Linked DNA regions of Zea mays: region 1 is linked to region 2. A link is a contact called in public Hi-C data. All regions are on one chromosome and are shown on one strand. Each heading gives the region's core, a stretch centred on a gene start, on an enhancer-like site or on the middle of the called end of the contact. The rest is flanking DNA. Distances are from core to core; before and after follow the strand shown.

Region 1 (7,225 bases), core at 378-2,877, 320 kb before region 2:
ATTACCCTTATTAGGCTATAATTAGTCTATATTTAATTCATTTTTATAAGGTGGGCTAATTTTCAGTCCTCACATCCAAACATGCCTTCAACAGGCAGAAACATTTTTTTTTGAAGTGGATAAGAGAAGAAGAAATACTAAATTGTTTTGATTTAATTAGCTATGCTTGTTCTTCAGCAGCTTTAGGTTCAACAGGATCTTAATAATAAAAGGGCTAAAACACATATATGGATGACTGTACGTTCATTTTAATACTTGTAGTGCTGCACAAGGGTCATTATCTTATTTACTATTTCAAACTTCACAGTGTAAATATTACGACCTACTATGCAAAACAACGTTTTGTATGTCCATTTACACGTTCTGTGCACGGGCTTACAACTTACAACGACAGTTTTTTTTGTTGCAATAATATAATTTATAGCTTGACCAAATTACGATTCATGGCCAAAGTATGTTATTTGGTTGGCCTAGGATTATTCTAATCCAACAACTTTTTATTGTATACAGACAAAACAACTTCATCAATCTAAGACTGTCTCCAGCAGCTTACTCATCCCTATACCCATATGCAAACTCCGCTCTACGAACAATACAATATACATCGTAGAACAATGAAAAACAATGTTTTAGGTATAAGTTGGTAAGAAATCACTACATATAAATGCAGGACAAGCCAAATTAAGAATATGGGTTAAGCCTTTATAAGAAGACAAAACAAGTTAAAGATCCATTATGCCGCCAAGTACAAGCTTTTGGTTTCCTTTCTTAGAGTTAAATATGAATCTGGATAAATTTCAGTTTGGATTTAATGTCCTTTAAGATCTGTACAAAATAAACATATCTAACAGTATTTAGCACAAATTAAATGTCGCCGTCCTTACAATCAGTTTTGGCGGGAGCTGGACCTAATCAACTACTACTACGTACTCCTAGACCTACTATTAGGCCTCCTTTGGAACAAGGGAAAAGTGAAGGAATTTTAAAGGATTAAAACCCTATAGAAAGTTTTCCTATGTGGTCCTTTGGAACAAAGGATTGAGTTGCAACAAATCCTATAAAATTCCTATGGAATTGAGCATTGTAGTGAGATTTTGGAGGTTTTTTAACATGAGGTCCAACCTCTTGAAAATTTTCCTGTGGAATTGAAGGTGACATGCAACTCTATTCCTACATTTTTTTCATCCCTATGTTTTACTAATCCTCCATTCCAAAGTAGGCCTTAGGAAGGAACAGGATTGAAAATGTAGACGACACAACGCAACGCAGTTTATAAATGAAATAATTGGATTTTTGCCGCTCACAATGTTGTCTTCTTGTTATAATTACCACTGTGTCTATGAATTATGGGTCCAGCTGGGTCTATGAAATGTGGGTCTGATGGCAATTTTACAAACATGTTTCATGCTGATGGCAAATATCAGAATCTCTCATAAATGGATTCAGGATTAAGAATAAGTCATTCCGCAAGATAAGCACAAAAAAGAAAATCCAAACCCAACACCTCACTCTACCGATCTTCTCCATCTCACACGGCAGGACGAGGCTTTTGGGTCCGTCATCAATCTCCATCCGTGGCAGCGGCACGAGAAGATGCCACGAGGCCATGCCTGACTGGAGGGCCAACGCCAACCCGACGCGACCGGCAGGCAGCGGCGCACCAACGCAAAGGTTAACCCACCCGCCCACCCAGCAGCACTCACTCACGAGACCGTCCACCGCGACGCGCTCTCTTGCCCGTGCCCCCGTCCTCCCCTTCCCCCTCCACCTCCGCGGCGCCCGCGGTAACCTCGCCACGCCACATCGCGTGCGAGCACCAACCGTCGCCGGCCCTCTAATTAAGCTGCCCGCGCGGCGCGATCCGGTGTCCACCGCTGCCCCGCCGGAGGAGGAGGAGGAAGGGGGGCGGGGGGTGGAGCACAGGGGGATGCTAGAGGCGAAGCCGCCGTCGCCGGGCTCCTCCGGCGCGGCCGGGGCGGCGGCACACATCCACGCTCACCGGCGGTGGGCGGCGCCGCTGCTGGCCTCGGTCCTGCTCTCGTCGATCCTCATCTCCGCGTCGCTCTTCTTCTCCTCCTCCCGCGCGCTGCTCCTCTCCTTCTCGCCGCTCCCCTCCGCGGCCTCCGCCGAGCCCCTCTTCGTCGAGGCCAAGCTCCGCCAGCAGATGCGGGCCGAGGAGCGCCCCGCGCGCGGCGCCGTGCCCAGGATCGCCTACCTCGTCTCCGGCTCCGCGGGGGACGGAGCCGCGCTGCGCCGGACGCTCAGGGCGCTCTACCACCCGGCAAACACGTACGTCGTGCACCTCGACCTCGAGGCTCCCGCCGCCGAGCGCGCCGAGCTCGCCGCTGCCGTCCGCGCCGACCCCGTCTACGCCAGGTTCCGCAACGTCAAGGTCGTCACACGGGCGAACCTGGTCACCTACCGTGGCCCGACCATGGTGGCCAATACGCTGCACGCGGCTGCCATCCTGCTGCGCGAGGGCGGTGATTGGGACTGGTTCATCAACCTCTCCGCCTCCGACTATCCACTCGTCACCCAGGACGGTAAGCGCAGATGCGATCTGCCTCCTTCGGCCCCCCAGTTCCGCGATTGGATCTATCCGTCGCGGGAAGACGCGACCTTTCATCCTATTTTTTCGGTGCTTCTAAAGGCGCGATCTTTGCGTTCCGGGCAAAATCAATTCCAAGTTTGGGTCACTGGACGATGGGGATTTGAAATTTGGCGTACAGTGTTTGGTTGCGAGTGTTCGCCAAACATGCGATCTTATACGTGGGCTTGGAGTTGCCACTTGGGAATGGGGTGAGATTAATTTATGACATGTTCTTCCACAATTGGTCTGGGAATTTGGTAAGATTTGATTATCTTTGCCGCTTCTAGTTCTAGGTGGTATCAGGGAGGGGAAAGTCAATCTTGGGGCGTGTATTTCTTTCTTTTAAAAGAGCCCCGCACTGAGTCGCCTCTCTCCCTCTCTTGGTTGCAATCTTATTTTGGTTCTTCCCTTTCGATTTACTACCGTTTTATGGATTCTTCTACTTGTTCATGGTGCAAGCTTTTCTGTTGTGATCAACTTGTCTCTTTGTTTGTCTGGTTTGTCTATCTATCGGCAGACCTGTTGCATGTGCTCTCCGAGTTGCCCAGGCAGCTTAACTTCATTGAGCATACCAGTGACATCGGATGGAAGGAGTAAGTTTGCAGTTTGTCTCAATTCTCAAAGTTCTGTTATATGCTCCCACGAGTTCTGCAGTTGCTGAATATGTCTCTCTGTAGGTACCAGAGGGCGAAACCGGTGATCATCGACCCTGGGCTATACAGCCTGCAGAAGTCTGACGTTTTCTGGATAACAGAGAAACGGAGTGTCCCAACTGCGTTCAAGCTCTTCACTGGTAAATACAGCATCATCTTCCCTGAGAATTCTGAAATAGCTCTCTATCTCCCTCTAGTATTAGTGTTTCTTATTTTCTATATACTACCTCTGTTCTCGAATATGTGTCGCCCACTAGTTCATTTTTGAACTAAAACGCGACAAATAAAAAAAGGACAGAGGGAGTACCATTTTTCATTGTATTTCACATACTAATTGTTTGCAGTGTTGGTTTTTATTCACATGTCTGTTTTTCCTGGAATCATGTGCAACTAATGGCTCTTTTTTGCCACTGTTGTTAATGCTTGGTACAAGAAAACAAACACTTCATTTTTCTTTGCTGACCTCTGTGTTAAGACTAGTTTGGTTGAGCATGAACCATGATGACACTTCTGTCAGGAGATAGTGCAACCAGTATTTGACCAATCTGCCTGATGGGATTTAATGCCAGGTTGAGAAGTTGTAGACTGTTGTGATGGTCCAGCTATACTCTTGATTTTAATATTATGGTCTTGAATTGCTAGCTTGTGCCTATTACCTAGTAATTTATGGGCAATCAATATGCTTTTGTATGGACTATCTCTGCACTACGCCACTACCAGAATGGCATGTTAGCAACTTAGCATCAGATGATTTGCTAGAATCAAATCATATAGCAAACCATAAAGAACTTCCATTACCATATCTCGAAGCAGGAAGAAAATTTGCAGCTGACTAGCAGATTAGCAGTTGAGATAGTACTAGATAGCTTCATTTTAGCTGTTCACGGACATAGTGGTTTGGTCTCAAATTTGTTGAAACACCAATTTTGCTTAAAGAAACTGAGAGCACTTGCTATTATTAACGGTGAAGCCAATTAATCTTATTGTTTTTCTTGGTATGGTACCTTGAAAAGTTTTCTGAATCTGAATAAAGAAAATGGATTTAACTTCGATGTACATATTTGCAGATAGAAGCTGTCTAAAAATATTCAATTTTTTTTTGTATTTTCCTTTTAATATTATTTTTTTATCAAGACATGTATGGGACTTCAATGCTCCAAGAGATGCTAAATATCATGATTTCTGGGTCGCTGAAAATCACAATCTTCTAATGGGAAACTAAGTATGGATCCATAAAAAGCTATGGGAGAACAAAAGATACAGCAATAGTTTAGGTTATTGCTGTTTATCAACATAACTTTAGTAAGGGTAGGCATCATGCGGAAGGCACATCAGATTGGAAGCTTTGAGGTAGCACTTCTATTTACCACCGTGGCAAGCACCAGCTTGTGAATGGTGAAAGTGACATCCTAGTTTTTCTTGTTTTCTTCATCTAAAGTTATTATTTCCATACCCTCAGATTTCCCAATTTATTGAATACAAAATAAACGACTTAACATTAAATATTTCAGTGTTGGCATTAATTTATGCTTGGTCGCAGAAGCCATTAATGTTAATCTGTGTGCTACTTTCTATTCATGAAAGTATTATGTTATAGTCTTTGATGCTATGCTTTAAGTGATATTTGCTGGTCCTTAGTATATCAATTGACATTTCCTGCCCAATCTCGTTCACGGCATATATGTTTCCTCACTTTGCATCCGTGGAATATGAATGCTTGCCGTTGCACAATTTCCAGGCTCGGCATGGATGGTGCTCACCCACCAGTTTATCGAATACTGCATATGGGGATGGGACAATCTCCCAAGGACAGTCCTGATGTACTACGCCAATTTCCTTTCCTCGCCAGAGGGCTACTTCCACACGGTCATCTGCAACGTGCCGGAGTTCCGCAACACCACAGTCAACCATGACCTGCATTTCATTTCCTGGGACAACCCACCGAAGCAGCACCCTCACTACCTCACGCTCGCTGACTTCGACGGCATGGTTAACAGCAACGCGCCCTTTGCAAGGAAGTTCGGGAGAGAAGACCCCGTGCTGGACAAGATCGACCAGGAGCTACTGGGCCGCCGGCCTGATGGGTTTGTGCCCGGTGGATGGACGTATCTACTGAATGCGACGACTGAGGAAGGGAGACCCTTCGCCGTTGAGCGCGTGCAGGATCTCCGCCCAGGGCCTGGTGTGGACAGATTGAAGAAACTCGTCACGGGCTTGCTCACACAAGAAGGCTTTGATGACAAGCACTGCCTGTGAGACTGCCCCCCAGTAAGATGATTCTGGCTGGGGGCGGTAGATTACACGGTCAAATCTTGAGGGCATTGAAGCCATTTTCTGGGAATATGCCTACTGGCTGAAGAAGCAGCACATAGTATCATGTGATGTACGCGTGGATGCGAGCAACGGTAAGATAGGTGCTCTTACAGACAGCCGCCTGAGTTGAGCTACTACCGTACAGCAGGAGGCCACGGACGTAGCCGGCGGAGATTATACAGGAATAGTAGCTCATTAGGTTATGTTAGATGACTATATCAGCCCCTTCCCAACCGTCAATAATGTTGGGAATTTTGACATCTCCGCGGCGCTGCGGGTTGTGCAAGGCAGGCAGGCAGTCCATTCTTTGCTTGGATGCCATGGCGCCTGGTGTAATCAACTGGTAGCGTGTGAGGAGGCTTCGTTGTATTGACTAGTGCATATTTCTGGGCAAAACAGATGCGTTTGGTTGCACACATGTATTCTTTTATCCCTTTTCCTCTTTGATGATGAGTATAGCAGAAATGATGGTGCTGTTTCCTCTCGCTTGCTGCTTGCATTTGGTAAGCGCCTGCGCCCTGCCGTCCAGTTTCGGTTGGGTTAGAAATGCTGTTGCGATTTTAATATGTGTGATTGCATCGCTTTTTGGAGTCTGGATCGTTTTTAAAGTGACTTTTTCTCTGTCCGTGAATCTGCAAGTATGTTTACAATAAGATGGGAGCTTCAATGAGTCGCAGCAAACCAATTTCAGAAAGAACATGTTTTCAGTTTATGCTTATTCTTTTCGTCTCTATTTATTTAAACTAAACAGAGCTACAATCATTTCACACTCCAGTAGATACATTCAACCACAATTTTCTGGGTCACTGAATCACTGGCATGGTCGGCAGTCTCCTGGGCTCTGTTTCTCACTTTGTATATGCCCGGCCCGCGTCACAAGCTTGGCAATATTTTCGCCGCTGCAAGCCATGAACTAACGGCAACGGCGATATGACAATCTCTTGCCCGTCGCAGACGTTGTCAAACGCACACACTCCTGGAAAAATTGTGCAGTCTAACTTTTGTTGGCTCCACACATATTTCTATATTTTACTAAAATAAAGTTTGCTTATATAATACTCCATCCGTTCTAAATTATGAGTCATTCCATTCTTGGAGAATCAAAGTGTTTTCAAGTTTAACTAAATTTATAAAATGAAGTAATAATATTTACGATACCAAATGTATACCATTAGATTCTCCATTAAATATATTTTTATATTATATCTATTCTGTGTTATAAATCTTTATGATTCTCGCTATATTTTTTTATCAAACTTTAAAAACTTTGACTCTCCAAGAATCTTGGAATAACTTATATTTTAGAACGTAGAGAGTATATAATTATATAGAAACTGTATGAGTATATTTGACTACTTTTTTCTTTTTTAGAGTTGGAGGTGACGCAATACGGCGACCGTGAAACTGGTTCTTTATACTTTTTACAATTAGAGAGACGTAGGTAAACACCCTTTACTAAAGGGCCGGCCGATCATAAGTTTTTCTTCGTCTCAGAACTTATTCGGTTATTTCTATGTCTAATGGATTAGAAGGGATTAAAAAAATTATAAAGGATTTTGATTTAAGGACTTGTTCGGTTATTTCTATCGTACATGGATTGGATAAAATTTAAAAAATTATGAAAGATTTTGACTTATTTAGGATTTAAACCTATCTAATCCTATTCAAT
Region 2 (7,460 bases), core at 2,758-5,257:
TATGGAATCTCTCCTACCTCCACTTCAGGGTCCCGCTGTAAGTACTCCAGATCTATCTCTTACGACTTTCATGGATCAACGAGGAGATCAGTTAAAGCAATATGTAGATGAATCTATTAAAATGCATTTACGTGCATACGAGAAATCAGCTGCTCCTAACTTTCCATCGCGAGAGTCTAATACAGTGCCACCCGCGTCAAACACATCGGCTATAAATGGGTCACCCTTGACCCAACCATCATATGGTATGCCGATGCACGCTTTCGCACCACCACCACAGCCACAACCACCAGGCACGCGGCAAGTACTGGACGCGGCCGGACCGTCCGAACATCATCTCAGACAGTCCGGTTATACCGCGGACCGTCCGGCGTATTTCGCCGGACCGTCCGACCAGATGCAGGCCCGCACACAAAACACTCAGGTCGCACCGTACATGGCCGGACCATCAGGATACAACCCTGAACACTTCGGCCCCATCACGGACCGTCCGGTGCATCACGCCGGACCGTCCGGATATGTTGCGGACCGTCCGCCATCTTACGTCGGACCGTCCGGATATGGCATGAACCGGCCGACGTATTACGCTGGACCATCCGACTCTACACGGGTCCATGCGCAGACTGCCCAAGTCACGCCATATATGGCCGATCCATCCGGGTACAGCCCTGGACCATTCGGCCCGATCGCGGACCGTCCAGTTCTTTACGACAGACGGTCTGGGTACGAGACTACCCACGTAGCACCATATACGGCTGGACAATCTGGATATACCTTCAGACCATTTGGCCAGGTCGCGGACCATTCGGCCTCTTACGCCGGACCGTCCGGATATGCATACACAGAGCCGAGAGCTGCGCAATACGCACAGTTCCCACATTCATCGCAGCAACATTATGGTGCCCCACCAGCAACACATTATAATCATGCCATACCACCTCATGGACATAGGGCTGAATACTATTCGGCCACAAGAGAGCTTGAGGGGTATAGGGCAGGAGCTGGTGACATTAATAGGACACCTAACACACACCTCAAACATACCTGGGAGGAAAGCCGACAGAGTAATGTCAGGCAACCTGAAATCTCCACCCACAAACTCAATGGATGGTCGCCAGACATGGCAGAGAGGGTCAGAGACGAGGTAGCCGGGATGTTCAGGGACAAACTCGGTGTTAGTGTGTCAGGTACAGGGCAATCGTATCGGAAGCCTTATAGCCACCGATTCGACACCGTGCCATACCCACAGGGAACTAGAATACCAGACTTCTCTAAGTTTTCTGGTGAAAGTGGGAAAAGCACACACGAACATATAAGCCAATTCATAGCACACTTGGGAGAATTGGCTGATGGGGAAGCCTACCGCGTTCGTTTATTCTCGTTGTCCCTTACTGATACTGCATTTGCATGGTACGCTGCTTTGCCACCAAATTCTATTAACTCTTGGGAAGAATTAGAGCAGAAATTTCATGAGCACTTCTTCTCAGGAGAACATGAGTTAGAATTGGCTGACTTAGCTTCAGTCCGACAGGGGCCTGAAGAATCGGTTAATGACTATATCCGGAGATTCCGGGACACTAGAAACCGATGCTTTCAGATTCATGTCGCGGAAAAACAACTAACAGGGCTAGCTTTCAATGGGTTGCGACCCTACTTAAAAGAAAAAATAGATGGCACTCAATTCTTTTCGCTAGTGCACTTGCACCAGCGGGCTATGACATGTGAAAGCCGAAGTAAGGAAACATCAAAATCGGCTAGCCATAAGATGCATCTAGTGGGATACGATAACTCGGACGATGAATCCACGGCCAGGGCAGGCTAAACCTTCACCATGTTCTGCTTCACAGTCGATTCGAAAGAATCGACAAGAAGAAGTTAAGTTTACGTTTAATGTTGCCAAATGCGATAAAATATTTGACGAGTTACTTAAAAATGGCAACATTAAATTAACTCATACTATCCCTCCTATAGATGAATTAAAGAGACGTGCTTATTGTAAGTGGCATAATTCTTTTTCTCATGCCACCAATGACTGTAATGTTTTTCGTCGACAGGTACAATCGGCCATAAATGAGGGCCGATTGGCTTTTCAGGAAATGCAAGTGGACACACAACCATTTCCTGTTAATACAATAGATATCGCATGCAAAAAGATCTTAGTTCGGCCCGAAATGGCCGATAAAGGCAAAAGCAAAGACATAATCATTGGTAGTCCTCGCACGTCGAATATATCACAAAAGGAGATTGTTCGAAAGGCTTTGGACAATAAGGCTAAAAAGTCCGGAGGCACCGGGGGGCAGGCACAATTAATGAGTCAAGCACGACAGCCTGTCCTGAGCATCACGGACGATCTGGCACCTACGAGCGGACGGTCCGGTGTTCAGATAGACGGTTCGGCTAACTCTGCCGGACAGTCCTCCTATGCCCAAAGGCGTCAGCCTCCACACAAAACCTTAAAAGGGAAGGAGACACAACGGCGAAGCACAAATGGTCGACTGATCAAAGCTGACTCTACTGTTGATCAGTTGCTCTCCAAAAATGCTAGCAAAAAGACCATTCCACGTGATCGGTCAACAAAGAAACCCCGGTCACCTACTAAAACGAAACGGCCGAACAAAATGGCCCAAAAGGCGACGCGACAAGCATCGTCTGTTCATCCTATGAGACCAGGGTACTTTCCACCCGTTTACTCATCGTCGGTATATTATCCTGTTCAAACAAGGAATGGTACGATGATGAATCCATGGTATATGTATAGTCCCTTTGTCTATCCAGGCTGGGGGGCACCTCCATTCTATTCCTATTGATCCATTGATCAAACGGTCATGGCCGAGAAAGATACAATCTGAAACGGCCTTTATACATTGGTGCTTTATTGAATGAGCTCCATATTGAAAAGCCGGTGACTTACATCAGGCTTAGTTCATATGCTTTTGGTTCATCAACCTTCACCAAAAGGCAGGGGGGCATATGTTGGAAGTCAAATTGAGCAGCGCGGACAGTCCGGCGCTGAGGCCGGACGGTCCGCGGTCCGGACAGTCCGCGGTGGTGGCGCGGACGGTCCGCGCGCGCGCAGAGTCAGTTAGGGTTCCTAGTTTCTCGCGGGATTTGTTACCTAAAACCGCAGGATTAACTCGGGAAACAGTTGGAAACGGATCCAGACCTCCCCCTTTATATAGATGAAGGGCTACGGCCGATTGAACCCCCAACAATCGAACAAATCAAGTCTATTACTCATTTTTACCTTATGCATTAGGAGTAGTTCTAGTCTAGTTCTAGTTTAGCCCTAGTTTAGTATTCCAATCCCCAAATTCTCCGCCTCTCCTCGACTCTACGTCGATTAGAGGAGTCTAGGTCGGCCTGCCCGAGCCTAGACAACTCCTAGGATCTCTCCTCCCCGACGGGGTCCCTCCCGGGAGCGAGATCCAGGCGCCGTCGGCGATCTACCGTCGCCCCTGCGCACGCGCGGACCGTCCGGCCCTAGGGCGCGGACCGTCCGGCCGTCAGGCAGGGAACCCGAGCTCCTGCACCAGGTCGCGGACCGTCCGGCCCTGTGCCGCGGACCGTCCGCGTCCGACCAGAGAGCGTCGCCGTCTCGCACCAGGCCGCGGACCGTCCGGCCCCTGCGCGCGGACCGTCCGCCCCTGTGCAGAGGGCACCGCCGCCGGTTCTTCTTGAGTGATTGGCGCTCCAAAAAAGCGTCAACAAGTTCATTTCAAATGAATTTGAAGCACTTTAAGGGTTCATACACCTAAAAGAGAATGTATGAAAAGCTTAGACCCAAACTGCAGTTAGGTCTTTTCATTTGCTGTATTACGTGAAGCAGTAGCCTGATTTGCATCAGTACAGTGCATCTCCTCTACCTCAGACAGTGAGACGGAGAGGTAAGATTCAATGAACCCAGCAGATCCAGAAGGGAAGGGGTACGAATTGCGCCAACTTGGGCAACTTGCCTCCCGGGTTCGCCACCACATAAAACGCCGGCGCCACCGGGCACTCCTTCCCCACCCCACCACCACCTCCTCTCCTCTGCCCCTAACCCGTCCGTTCCGGCTCATCCGCCATTTTTTCCCTGTCGCGGTAAGCGATAGGGTTCGGCGTCCGTCTTCTAAATCCGCCCTTCTTCGTTTCGATTTTTCCGGCGTTCTGGGAGCAAGCTTCGGCTTCATCGACGGCGTTCTTGGTCTTTTGCGGCTCGACATGTCTCCGTTCCAGGGATACAGAGGTAAAGGCCTTTGCTTTTGGCTAAGGGGTTGATGATTTGCAGTTGCCGCTTTGGGGATTGGATTCCCTTTTCGTGTGTTCTTACCCCTCGTTTCTTCGATTAGGCGATGCGGTTCTCTCCGGCGTCCGGTCGCGGAAGCGCGTGTTCGCGACGGCGGCCGCGGAGCCCGTGACGGCGGCGCCCAAGAGGCAGAAGCGCGGGGATGAGATGCCCCTGGACGCGCTGCCGGACGAGTGCCTCTTCGAGGTCCTGCGCCGCGTGCAGGGCACCCGCGCGCGCTGCGCGTCGGCCTGCGTCTCCCGCCGCTGGCTCGCGCTCCTCGCCGGCATCCGCGCCTCTGAGGCCGTGCTGGCCCCGGCCGCCCCCGCCGTGCCGGACCTCAACCAGGAGTACCTCAGCGAGGACGACGAGGCCGATCTGATGGACCTGGACGGCGACGCCCGCGAGAGGACCCTCGAGGGCATGGAGGCCACGGACGCGCGCCTCACGGCGGCGGCCGTCGCCGGCCGTCTGGCTGCCGTCTCCGTCCGCGGGAGCCACCCCGCGCGTGGCGTCACCGACGCCGGCATCTCCGCCCTCGCCCGCGGCTGCCCAGAGCTCCGCTCCCTTACCCTGTGGGATGTCCCGCAGGTGACGGACGCCGGGCTCGCCGAGGTCGCGGCCGAGTGCCACTCGCTGGAGCGGCTTGACATCTCTGGCTGCCCTATGATCACGGACAAGGGCCTCGCCGCGGTTGCTCAGGGTTGCCCGGAACTGAAGTCGCTCACCATCGAGGGATGCTCCGGTGTGGCCAACGAGGGTCTCAAGGCTGTAGGTCGTTTCTGCGCCAAGCTACAGGCGGTTAGCATCAAGAATTGCGCACTCGTCGATGACCAGGGTGTGTCTGGCCTCGTCTGCTCTGCGACCGCCTCTTCGTTGACAAAGGTCCGGCTTCAGGGTTTGAACATTACTGATGCTTCCCTTGCTGTGATCGGGTACTACGGGAAGTCAATCAAAGACCTGACCCTTTCTCGCCTCCCTGCTGTCGGTGAGAGGGGATTCTGGGTGATGGCCAATGCCCTGGGCCTGCAGAAGCTCAGGCGAATGACTGTTGTCTCCTGCCCGGGACTCACGGATCTTGCTCTTGCATCTGTCGCCAAGTTCAGCCCAAGTTTGAGGCTTGTTAACCTCAAGAGGTGCAGCAAGGTCTCAGATGGATGTCTCAAGGAATTTGCAGAATCATCTAAGGTCCTGGAGAACTTGCAGATCGAGGAATGCAGCAGGGTTACTCTTACGGGCATTCTTGCGTTCCTCCTCAACTGCAGCCCAAAGTTTAAGTCTCTCTCCCTGTCCAAGTGCGTCGGGATCAAGGACATCTGCTCCGCACCTGCACAACTTCCGGTATGCAAATCACTACGTTCCCTGGCCATCAAGGATTGCCCAGGCTTCACCGACGCCAGCCTTGCCGTGGTGGGCATGATCTGCCCTCAGCTGGAGAACGTCAATTTGAGTGGCCTTAGTGCAGTCACCGACAGCGGCTTCCTTCCACTGATAAAGAGTTCAAACAGTGGGCTGGTCAACGTCGATTTGAACGGTTGCGAGAATCTCACGGATGCAGCTGTTTCCGCCTTGGTTAAGGCCCACGGCGCTTCCCTTGCGCACCTCAGTCTCGAGGGATGCAGCAAGATTACCGATGCAAGCCTGTTCGCCATCTCTGAGAGCTGCAGCCAGCTCGCCGAGCTCGACCTTTCGAACTGCATGGTCAGCGACTACGGCGTCGCGGTCTTGGCAGCGGCAAAGCAGCTCAGGCTGCGCGTCCTCTCGCTGTCCGGCTGTATGAAGGTCACCCAGAAGAGCGTCCCTTTCCTAGGCAGCATGTCTTCGTCCTTGGAGGGGCTGAATCTCCAGTTCAACTTCATTGGCAACCACAACATCGCGTCCCTGGAGAAGCAGCTCTGGCGGTGCGACATCCTTGCTTAGAGGAACACGGCGGTTATTCGTCGCTGGAGATGCTAGGTCAACCTTCTCCGGATGCAAATACACGACCGAAGCAGTAGTTTAGTACTCAAGTCTATGCTCTGTAGTTGAGTCTGGTTTCCGGCTCGTGTTTGTGTCATGGTGGGTCTTCTGTTCGTCGTCGTCCTAGGGCCAGTTGTTTTCCGAGGGGGGTGTTTTTTTCCGGAGGCTCATTTTTTTGCAGGAATCCTCCTGTGAGGATCTCTGTTTCTTGAGCCTTTGGCAGCCATTGCTATGGCACTCTGCCCCCTTTTGTCCCAAACTAAGCCCTCGTGATCAGTCGTTCCACCATGCAGTTTCTCAAGTTGTGTTTGAAACCCAAGTATCTGTGTCAAGTGTGTGTTCTTTTCCGGTATTCCTGGTTATAGAGCTGCAGACATCAACACTCTTTTGATTGCAATTGTAGCAAGTCCAGTTGTCGGTGGTTGCAACTCTCCATCCAGAATTGCAGACATCAACATTCTTTTGAGTGCAATTGTATCAAGTCCCAACTGTCGGTGTCTCCATTCAGAGAAACTTAGCTCCATGTCTTTGATGTCTGGGTGCCTGCAATCTTGCCGAGTGCAGTGTGTTGTTGGCCATGGGCGGAAGTGTCGGTATGGTTTGCCTATGTGCTTGGGGATCTGGCCTTTGCAAGGTTCATTCTACAGAGCCTTTTGCCTTCACAGCCCTGTGTGGTTGTTTTTCTTCTGCAGAGACCTGATTTTGACAGGCAGGTGGTTTAAACACTGTAATATTTGCAACCTTCCTCTGAAGATAAATAAAGGTTGTGTTTCGGTTCTACTTGTGCTATGCCCATATGTTATGGTAATGATCCAGCAACACGCGAAAAATGACGCTTTGCCCAAAGACCAACTCCAGCAGACTCCCTATCCCTATTTAGCACGGCCAACAGTTTCTCTCTCCTCTCCGTATCCGTCCCCGTTTCCAGCAGACTCCCTCCTCTCCGTATCCGTCCCCGTTTCCAGCAGACTCCGTATTTGCACTCCGCATGCAGTCTATGACAGCTGGGGCCCGCGAGCAGCCGCGAGCGCATGCAGTCTTGTGCGGAGAGGAGAGAGAAACCGTGGAAAAGGGGAGTGCAGGTACACGGCGTGTGTTTTGCGGAGACGGATGTGGAGGCTGCTGGAGAGCGAAATAGTGACTTAGAACGTGTAAAAAAGGGATACGGAGTGGGATAGCCAGTGCTGCTGGAGTTGGTCTTAGTGCTGTCTTCTTCCTCGCGTCCATCGATGCATTC

The links. Hi-C and Micro-C count contacts between places; a contact is called where the count stands out from the background.
Region 1: a Hi-C map of leaf shows a contact between it and region 2, with 8 times the contacts expected there. The contact joins the promoter of LOC100857097 here to the promoter of LOC100281166 in region 2. A contact is called at or near these places in 5 of 25 Hi-C or Micro-C datasets (ear, endosperm, leaf and 1 more).

Annotation. Positions count from the first base shown.
Region 1 is chr6:112,848,159-112,855,383 of Zm-B73-REFERENCE-NAM-5.0, reverse strand. It overlaps LOC100857097 (acetylglucosaminyltransferase), which reads left to right and starts at 1,627. Exons shown (of 4, transcript NM_001254771.2): 1 at 1,627-2,543; 2 at 3,108-3,183; 3 at 3,268-3,383; 4 at 4,982-5,994. The coding sequence starts at 1,928. The coding sequence ends at 5,499.
Region 2 is chr6:112,528,272-112,535,731 of Zm-B73-REFERENCE-NAM-5.0, reverse strand. LOC100281166 reads left to right here and starts at 4,007. Exons shown (of 2, transcript NM_001154085.1): 1 at 4,007-4,225; 2 at 4,329-6,999. The coding sequence starts at 4,201. The coding sequence ends at 6,184.